Linked DNA regions of Pelodiscus sinensis: all the other regions are linked to region 2. A link is a contact called in public Hi-C data. All regions are on one chromosome and are shown on one strand. Each heading gives the region's core, a stretch centred on a gene start, on an enhancer-like site or on the middle of the called end of the contact. The rest is flanking DNA. Distances are from core to core; before and after follow the strand shown. Region 1 holds the start of WDR82 (WD repeat domain 82). Region 2 holds the start of POC1A (POC1 centriolar protein A). Region 3 holds the start of DUSP7 (dual specificity phosphatase 7).

Region 1 (3,105 bases), core at 495-2,994, 240 kb before region 2:
TATGTCACATGACTTACACAACATTACATTAGAAAGTGATTTGTTTTTCCCTGGCATCACTATTTGCATCATGTCTCAGAGGAGTAGTGGTGTTAGTTTGCATCAGCAAAAACAAGGAGTCCTGTGGCACCTTAAAGAATAACAGATTTATTTGGGTATAAGCTTTTGTGGGTGAAAACCACTTTGTCAGAGGCATGGGGTGGAAGTCACAGAGCTTAGGAGATTGATATACTAAATCAATCAATCAATCAATCAATGTCTGTGATTTCCACCCCATTTTTACATACAAAAGCTTATGTCCAAATAAATCTATTAGTCTTTAAAGTGCCACAGGACTTATTTTATTTGCATCATGATTGTGATAGCAGTCTTGGAAGTACTAGAGGCTTTGTTCAAAGTCCACAGTGGGTTTTAGATCAGACCCTAGGAAAGAGACAAACACTGTCTTTTCTGTAAAGGAGAAGGAAGGAAAATAGAGTGAATAAGTGTAAAGATCACAGAGCGATACTAGTCCAGAATATTTTCTCTATATAAATCAATTATAGGGAACATCCTACCCTCTGAAGAAACTTCCCGCTGCAGACTTGCCAGCTTTCAACATAGTGGCTGGAAATGACATCATGCCAGTAGTTTGATGCCTCTTCTTTCCTTTGCATGTTTTCCTTAGGTAAACAAGAATTACATCAGTTTGAAGTCCCCTCCCTTACTTTAAACAGTTAGTAGGAAAATAATAGCAGACTGATATGTCTGAAATGTAACAAATTAGTAGGAATGGAGCCCCAATGTAATTAGGGTAGATCACAAATTAAACTGAGCAGTGATTTAAATAAGAAGTGCAACTCCCTGTCCTTTTCAGTTGTAGATCTCAGAGTACTTCATGAAGGTGAATTGCTATCATTAAGCCCTTTTTACAGAGGAGGAAACTAGGCTACAGAAATGGCCACTTTTTTCCTAAAGAAGGGTGCCTGTATGTTTGGACCCTGACTTCAGACCCCAGGGCAATACTTTCTAGAAGTGCTTAAATGCCTGCAGCTCCCACTGATTTCACGTAGGCTCCCTGATACCAGTAGCAACCTCTGAATATGGAGGCCTGTGACTCTTCCAAGGCAGCGAACCAGCCTGCCTCCTGAGCTCCAGAGACAAGGTGGCTGAAGTACTATCCTCTGTTGGACCAACAGCCCTGCTGGTGAGAGAGACGGGAACCTTGTTGGAGGAGGCTGCAAGGTTCCCGTGTTGAGAGCCAAGAGCCCGGTGTCCAGGCTTGCAGGTTAGTGGCCAGCTTTAGGGCTGCATTAGTACTGAGGAGAGGGCAGGTTAGTGGCCCAGGGAATAGGGCGGGAAGGGAGCTCAGTGACGCGGGCCTAGCTACTGCTGTACGACCCTGGGCCATTCCTCGCAGGCGGCCTCTCCTCTAGCGTAGCTTCCCCACGGAGGGGCTACTGCAGCCATCACACGTCTGTCCCGCCCCGGGGAGGGGGGAGAAGTAGGGCTCCCGCCACACACAAAATGGCCGCCGGGGCCAGCCGGAGGTGGATGACGTCCCCGTCCGGAGTCCCACAATGCACTGCTGGTCCAAGTCCCCATCCCGAGGCCCCCCGCCTGTCGGCATCCCACAATGCACTGCTCCCTCCAGCCCTCCCGCCTCGCCAATCCCACAATGCGCTGCTCCTCCGCTCTCCTCTCCTCCGCTGTCTCACAAGCCCCCCTCCTCCCCACAATGCACCGCTGCCGCCCCCTCCTCCCCCCGCGGTGTCCCTGTAGCAGGAAGATGGCGGACACAATGAGCAGGAGCCGCCTCTCCGCAGCCTGAGCCGGCCCCGCCTGAGGGCGCTGCCCGCCCGCCCGCGCCGAAGCCGCCTGCCCCAGTCTCGCGTGCTCCAGGCCCCCGCCCGCCTCCCCTTCGCCGCCGCTTCCCGGGCCCCAGGCCGCCGCCCGGCTCCCTCGCTCCCCGGCGTCCTCCGTGCCCGGCTCCCGCTGGGCCCCGGCCCGGCTCCCTCAGGCCCCGCTCGCGCCCGCCGCCCCTCCCCCGCGGCATGAAGCTAACGGACAACGTGCTGCGGAGCTTCCGCGTGGCCAAGGTCTTCCGCGAGAACTCGGACAAGATCAACTGCTTCGACTTCAGCCCCAACGGCGAGACCGTCATCTCCAGCAGCGACGACGACTCCATCGTGCTCTACGACTGCCAGGAGGGCAAGTGAGTGGCGGGGCGGGCCGCCGGGGGCAGGTCGGGGAGGGGGCGGCCTGTGGGGGAGGGGGGGCATCTGCGGGAGCCTCCTCCCGTGCAGGTAGGTGATATTTGAGCTGCCCGGAGAGCTGCTTCCCGGGGGCTGGGCGAGGGCAGCAGGAGGGATCGGTCCCCGGGGAATATCCGCCTGGCCAGGTGAGGGAGAAAAGGCGGGCTCAGGAAGGCCGAAGAATAGCTCTGGCTGAGCGCTAAAGCTGCCAGCTAATGGTTGATGCGAAAGACTAGGAGGCGGGGAAGGCAACCACCTGAGTGTGCAGAGACGAGTCCCCTGCGATGCTGATGCTCAAGTTGTTCCCCAGGTAGAAGCTGCTGAGTGAAACTGGCATCCTGTTGGGTTCGCTTTTCTTCTGGCACCAAGGCCGTTGGTCGCAAAAGTGAAGGTGGCAAGAGATTCGGATGTGTTTGGCTGTGCTGCTGTGGGGCAGAGCTCTGAGCAGTAGTTGAAAACGTTGTAATTGTGTGTCTGCAGCCTAGGGAACCCTCTCTGCTTTTTATCTAACGAGCATATAAAACTGAAAAGTTAGAATAATTCGGATTTGCAAATGGAGCGTCAACAGCAGGGAGAACAAGGTTATTTTTATTAGATTTTGCCTTACATTGTGAAAGGGCACTGGAGTCCATCTACACTAAAACTTTCAGTGTTACTGCCAGCAGTGGAGACGAAAGTGTGGAGGTTCACAGCTTCTAAATGTAGCATTGTAGTTAAGAAGTCTTTTGCTTCATGTTTGGATGGTTACTATTTTTACAACTATGAGGCTAGAATTTTGTTTAAAGAGATAGCGATGCAGCCGTGTTAGTCTGGTGTAGCTGAAACAAAAGACAGAACTATGTAGCACTTTAAAGACTAACAAGATGGTTTA
Region 2 (3,212 bases), core at 26-2,525:
GGCTCGTGGGATTTCAACACATCAGGTGACAGTCTCCAGGGGATGTCTTTGACGGAATTCTTCACAGCGGAGATATTTCAAAAGCTCTCATGGTATAAGAAACCAATTTCCTGCCTGCTCTAATGTACTCTTTGAAAGGCTAGGGCCCACCCTATGCACAAAAAGCCCCCTCCTCTCCCATACCTGGGCAATCTTATTTACTTAGGGGCCAACTCACATCAAGTAGTTTAACAATTGATGTTATATATTGATTATATATATTTCTTATTTCTTTTACTAGCTTTTTTTATCATTCTTTGTTACTCTGGATATTTTAGTGGGTTGTTTGAAGTTGGATTTTCCTTCAGTTTGGAGTATTTCAAAATAAAAGGCAAATATCGTAAGGTGAGTTTAAAACAGTCAACATTAGTATTTGTAATAGAATGTGAAACTGTATTATAATGGTTAGCCAGCAGGAGAAGCTATGCATAACATACCTGCAGGCTGCAGGGACATGCTGGCCACAGCTTCCCGCAGCTCCCATTGGCTGGGAATGGTGAACTGCGGCCACTGGGAGTGGGCCTAGAGATGGCCAACGTAAACAAAAGGTCTCACGGTCCAACAGTGGATTACCCCTCAGGTGCTGAAGGTTGCTGACTTCTGACCTATATGTTATTGTTACAGCTGCATTGGTGGCTAAAAAGAGGACAAATGAGTTGTCCTCCAACTATGAGAAGCCTTTCAAATTAGTGATGAATCATGACTAAGGGAAGCTTGCAATGCTGCTGTTCTATACAGAGTGAGCATCAATTTTCTGGGCTGCCCCTCCACCAAGCAACCTTATTATTTTGGGGGACTTAGGGGTAGGCCACAGCATGGCATACAGGCAAGGGAATTAGGAGGTAGTGACAACATGGGGCACAATTAGAGGGAAGCACCAGCTACAGTGGCCCTTGTGGGTACGTGCAGGTATGCAAGCAAATATGAATAGACATTTTTCATCACATTTGTGTACACGTGTGAATTGTGTGTGCAAATAGTGCATGTGTGAAAATGTATAAACACGACTTGCATGTGTAGGAGCACATGCATGTGAATTTTGTACACGTGAGTTGTGAACGGGTGTGCATGTGAATTGTGTCTAAAATGAGGGTGGACGTGTGACACAGCCATGGCCGTTGCACTGTGTGTGTGACTGAGCGCCCGTGAAGTGCAAGTGTGCGAACGTGTGTGCGCGTGAACTGACTGTGAGAGCGAGCGCGCGCGCGGAGCTAGCGCGGCTGTCAGAACGCCGCCGCGGGCGCTCGAGGAGGCCGGGCACCGCGCGCTCCCGCGGACCGGGCCCTCCCGCGCCATGGCCCCGCCCCGGCCCGACGGCCCGCGAGGCCTGGGCCGCTTTTCCCGTCGGAGGCGAAGCGCCAGCCGGCCTCCCCTTTAAGGGCCGGACGCCGTTGCCAAGGCGGCCGGGGAGGCGCGGAAACCGAACCGAGGCCGCCAGAACGACCGGCCCCGCCGCGCGCGCCATGGCCGCCGCCGGCCTGGTAAGGGCCGGGCAGCCCGTCGCGCCGCGCCCTGGGACCGGCCGTTGCGCGGCGCGCGCCTTGCGGGGTCCCTGCCGCCCCCCCCCCCCGCTCGCGCCTCGCCCCGCCCCTTGGCGCCGCGCGGGCCCCGCAGCTCGGGCCCTGCCCCCGCGGGAGCCCCCGTCGCAGTACGCGCAGCGCGGCCCGCCGCTGTTCCGCCCCTCTTGCCCCCCCCCCCCCCCGGTGCGCCTCTGTCCCCTTGCACACGCCAGGCCTGTCCGTGTCTCCCGGCGCGGGGCCTGCCCCCCTGGAAACCTGGCCTGGGTGGGTGGCTGGGGGGGGGGGGGTATTTGTATTGTGCAGCGGTCACCGGTAACGCTTGCCCGTGCTCTTGCCATTCAGGAGGATCCCTCTCTGGAGAGACACTTTAAAGGCCACCGAGATGCCGTCACTAGCGTGGATTTCAGTCTCAATAAGAAGCAACTGGGTAAATTATATTTTTGTGCTCGGAGAGTCCCCCGATAAGTTTCTTCTTTTTGCAGTGTAATTAAAAAAGCCACCGAGTACAAAACAGAAAGAATCACTTGCAGATCACTGAAGAATAACTTCTAGAAATGACATTTTTAAGGGGGTGTGTGTCTATTCCTGACACACACTGAGCACTGAGTGTTGCACTGTCTCACATATTTGTGTGCCTCCCTTTACTCTGAGACCATTGTATGGTAAAGCTTCACTCTTACTTCCTGTGACTAAACTGAGGCTTGTTTTCCATCCACTGCTCATCATGGCTGTGCCCAGAAAGCGCATGATACCTTTGTTAGTCTTTAAAGTGCTACCAGACTATTCTTTTTTTTTTTTTTAAGTTTATTGCACTGGAATTAGTTTTCTTTCCTGAGAACCACATAGAAATTGACAAGATGTCCAGTAAGGCCAACTGTCCTTTTTAGCGCAGCAGAGAATTGCTATGTCTGTTGCAGAGGTGGTGAACAAAGAAATAATATGGTAGAGATGCTCGGTAGCTACATACAAATACAGCAAGGACTAGCATCTTGAAATTCGTAACATGCTTAAGGAAAGGTATTGCTGTCAAAAAGTCATTGAATGGAAATGTATGATTTTTTTCCCCTTTAAAGAAACATGAATAATGGAACGTTCTGTCTGAAATGAGACTACATTAATCCTAAGTCTTTTCCAAGAAAGAGAACTGCTTTTTTTATTATTATTATTATTTGAAATGACTGTGAAATAAAAGGATGCTTCCAGCAAAAGCTATTTGGTATTTTGCCACAATTGACATTAACTAAAAGCTTGTGATTATGACCCTAGCATTTAAACCTAGTATTAAAAAAACAATGTTTTATTTTCTAGGCATCTGTTTTACATATCCCACTTGCTGCTCTGACAAGGAAATAATGTTAGGGTTTTGTATGTTTTCATTCTAAAATTTGTATACAACCGTTGTATACCACTGTTTTTAAGCAAACAAATACAAACTAGACAATTGTTGTCTTTTATTTGCTTAAGAAAACCTGCAAATTTAACTTCTCCCTGAAGCTTCTGCAGTTTAAATATAGGGTTAGTTTGAAAAGAGATTTTAATTGTCACCATTTTAGAAGTTTGTTCTTCAATATTTTTCTGTAAGTTGCCATTGAGTATCTCTTCCATTACACATCACAGTAAGTGTCCACTGTGCTACGAACATATAAAATACAG
Region 3 (2,989 bases), core at 327-2,826, 170 kb after region 2:
CAAGATCAGAGTCTCTAGCATTATTTGCTAGAAAAATATAGAACACCCATTGTTGAGCGGGCAAAGTCATTTTGCTTAGATTACACTTACAGGAAAGTTCAGTATATTAAATATATGCAATAGAATTTTGTATTAATGTGCTTGGCAAAAAGGAAGTAAAAGAGCAGTTTTGAATTGCAGGATTTTGACTTCTAACATTACTCATTTTATCGAATTATTACCATAGACTAGGTTAAATTTGAATCACAAATATGTAAAGCTTCCATTACTCTTTCCGTAACTAATTTGAATTATTTTGTGAGTTTGTGTCAGCAAAAATGTTCTTTGAGCGAAAATGACAGTTGAATAGGTGACTCAATTTTAATTTTGTTAGCAAATATTTTTATGAGTTCTAATCAAATAGTCGTGACTTCTTTCCAATGAAAAACAAAAATAATTATTTAAGCCTTTCACCCAGCATGTTTCAGTGCAAAAAAAAGTAGGGCATTCAGGTAATTTAAGTGGCAGGATTGTTTATGCAAACTTTGGTTTCTGTAGGTGATCGTGAAGTATGACTTTATTTGTGCAAAATAAACACACTCTTCAGAATATGTAATACAATCAGGGCTGACTTATCCATTAGGCACAGTAGGCACAGTGCCTAGGGCCCACGATACTTTTAGGGGCCCACGAAAATGTTTTAATTTCTTTTAAAATCAGAAGAAAAAAAATGAACATTTAGGGTCGAAGAAAGTGTTTAAATTTTTTTCTCACATCAGAAAAAAATGAAACTTTTAGGGCCCATGAAACTCTTTTAAATTTTGCCTAAAAGAGAAAAAAAAATAAAATTTTGAAGTATTTAAAGTTATATCAAAAATAATTTTTTATATATATATATTTTTTTATGGCGGAAGGGGCCCATGAAGGCAAAAGTGCCTAGGGCCCACGAAAGTCATAATGTGGCCCTGAATACAATAGGTTGTTGACAACAGATTATGTCCACTCCAGATTTAGAGGGTCCATCCTATTGCCAGTGAAGTTAATGGGAATTTGGAAATTGACTATGAGAGAAGAACTGGTCTGTATGGGCATGTCTACACAGCAGGGTACAAAGCTGAAGTTGCATAGATGAATTCCACACATCAATTGCATTCAACTGCCCTTCTTACTCATGAAATGAGGGTTACAGAAGTCTGAGTAAGAAGTCCTCCAGCTCACCATTACTTTGAAATAATGGCTTGCTGTGTAGCCACTCTAGTTATTTCAGAATAACATCAGCTATTCCAAAATAAGGCAGCTGTGTAGACATAGCCTATGAAAACAGAACAAATGTGTGTAAAAATATACAGCATGTCTGATCTGTAAGTGGAAGACTTTATACCAAAAATTGAAAGAAAACAGGATCATTCCTCCCATTATTTTTACATTTTGTAAAGTTGATATCCCTGCTGGTGGGTGCTGAGAAGCAAGACACCAGACTCGTCTGGCAAGAGACATGGATTCAAATATAAAAATGTTCTCTCTCAAACTTTACCCTGAAAATGAATTTTTTTGTTCACTCACAAGCACTGTGGCCTGGGTTTAGAAAAGGGTGAGAGGGAGGAGAGGTTTGGGGCAGGATCGGTTTTTTCTCTTGTGGCAGGGGCGGCGTGGAGTCAGACACAGGGCGTCGCACCATGGAATGACAATGACTGTGCCCAGCCAGCAGTAGCTGCAGTGCCTGTGTCTCTCCAACAACCCCCCTCTCCCCCCGGTGTGTGCTCGCTCTTCAGCTTGAGCAAGACGAGAATGAAACCCTGAGCAGCGGGGCTCACAATGAAGGCAAATGACAGGCGGCGCGGCTCCTGCTGCTGCTTTGATCAATTGCAAGGCAGCCCCGGCCCTTGCGCATGCGGCTCATGACATTCAAGTTTCAGCTCTACCTGCGGCTCCATTCACCTCCTCTGAGCCTGCCCCCTTCCCGCGCTTTGCGATTAGCAATCAGATACACCACGTTCCAAACGCCCCGCCCCTCTCCCACCGGATAGGGCCTGTCGCGTTCCATCGCCGCCTACTGGAGCGTCTCATTGACTCAGCGAACCAACGAGGAGGGAGAGGGGAGAGACTTTTTTTTTCTTCAAGCGAAAAAGTCACGTGGTGGCAGCGAGCTTGTCAATCAGGGGCTTAGCTTGTGAAGCTGTTTAAAGGGCTCATTGCCCGGGACGTGGTGTTGTGTGGGCTCAGCGCTGGTGTTGAACTGTGGGTTTAATTTTTGAATCCAGCTACCAATAATGTCCGAGGTTCCTGCCTCCGCCCCCTCGGGGCATTGCAATGCTTCCTCCCTGCCAAGATCAGCGGAATCGGCCAGTGGCAGGGCAGCCAGTCCCTTCATTTGTGCAGGATGTAACCGAGCATGGGTGCTGCTGGTACCTTTAGGACGGCCAGGCTCACATACCGCCCGGCTTCAATAGTAGCCCGATTCAATAGTAGCCTGGGCCCGATTTTCCACTCGCTAGTGTTAATCAGGAGTGACCCCGCACCACTTTAGTTAGACGGGTGTAAACCTAATTTCTAGCGAGCGGTAAATCAGTCGCGCTCTGTCCTGCAGTGGCATAGCGATTGCTGCCCTCGGTCCATCACTTCGGGGTGCTGTAGCACTCCTCTTGCGGCTTCTTAGCTCGGGGGAGGTTTGGAGCCGCGCAGGCTCTGGGATGCGTTGGAGAGAACAAGGGGGCTGAGTTTTGGTTAGAGCGTGCGCAAGGCAAGGGGCAAGGCTGATTATGGCGGTAGAAAGAGGGGACGGCTTCAGGGCATGTCCCAAGAGCCCGAACAACGGGCGAGGTGCAGCAGCCGCCCCGCGAATGACCAGCGATCCCACTACTCTGCCGCGGAGGGGGCTGCGGGCTGTGAGCGCTAGAGTCACCCGAGTAACCGGGCGAGGTGCCCGTTCATCCCTCCCGCCCTTTGGTGGAGCAGCCAGTTTATTTTCCTGTCCGCGCTTAAGGCTGAAAATCTCCTCTTAGGCTCCAGG

Evidence for each region. Hi-C and Micro-C count contacts between places; a contact is called where the count stands out from the background.
Region 1: a contact with region 2 is called in a Hi-C map of an unstated tissue, with 6 times the contacts expected there. The contact joins the promoter of WDR82 here to the promoter of POC1A in region 2. A contact is called at or near these places in 3 of 5 Hi-C or Micro-C datasets (liver and an unstated tissue).
Region 3: a contact with region 2 is called in a Hi-C map of blood, with 2.9 times the contacts expected there. The contact joins the promoter of DUSP7 here to the promoter of POC1A in region 2. A contact is called at or near these places in 3 of 5 Hi-C or Micro-C datasets (blood, liver and an unstated tissue).

What each region holds. Positions count from the first base shown.
Region 1 is chr11:42,425,206-42,428,310 of ASM4963464v1, reverse strand. It overlaps WDR82 (WD repeat domain 82), which reads left to right and starts at 1,744. Exons shown (of 9, transcript XM_006127619.3): 1 at 1,744-2,194. The coding sequence starts at 2,034.
Region 2 is chr11:42,186,700-42,189,911 of ASM4963464v1, reverse strand. It overlaps POC1A (POC1 centriolar protein A), which reads left to right and starts at 1,275. Exons shown (of 13, transcript XR_012906534.1): 1 at 1,275-1,520; 2 at 1,902-1,986.
Region 3 is chr11:42,018,065-42,021,053 of ASM4963464v1, reverse strand. DUSP7 (dual specificity phosphatase 7) reads left to right here and starts at 1,576. Exons shown (of 3, transcript XM_006127639.2): 1 at 1,576-2,989.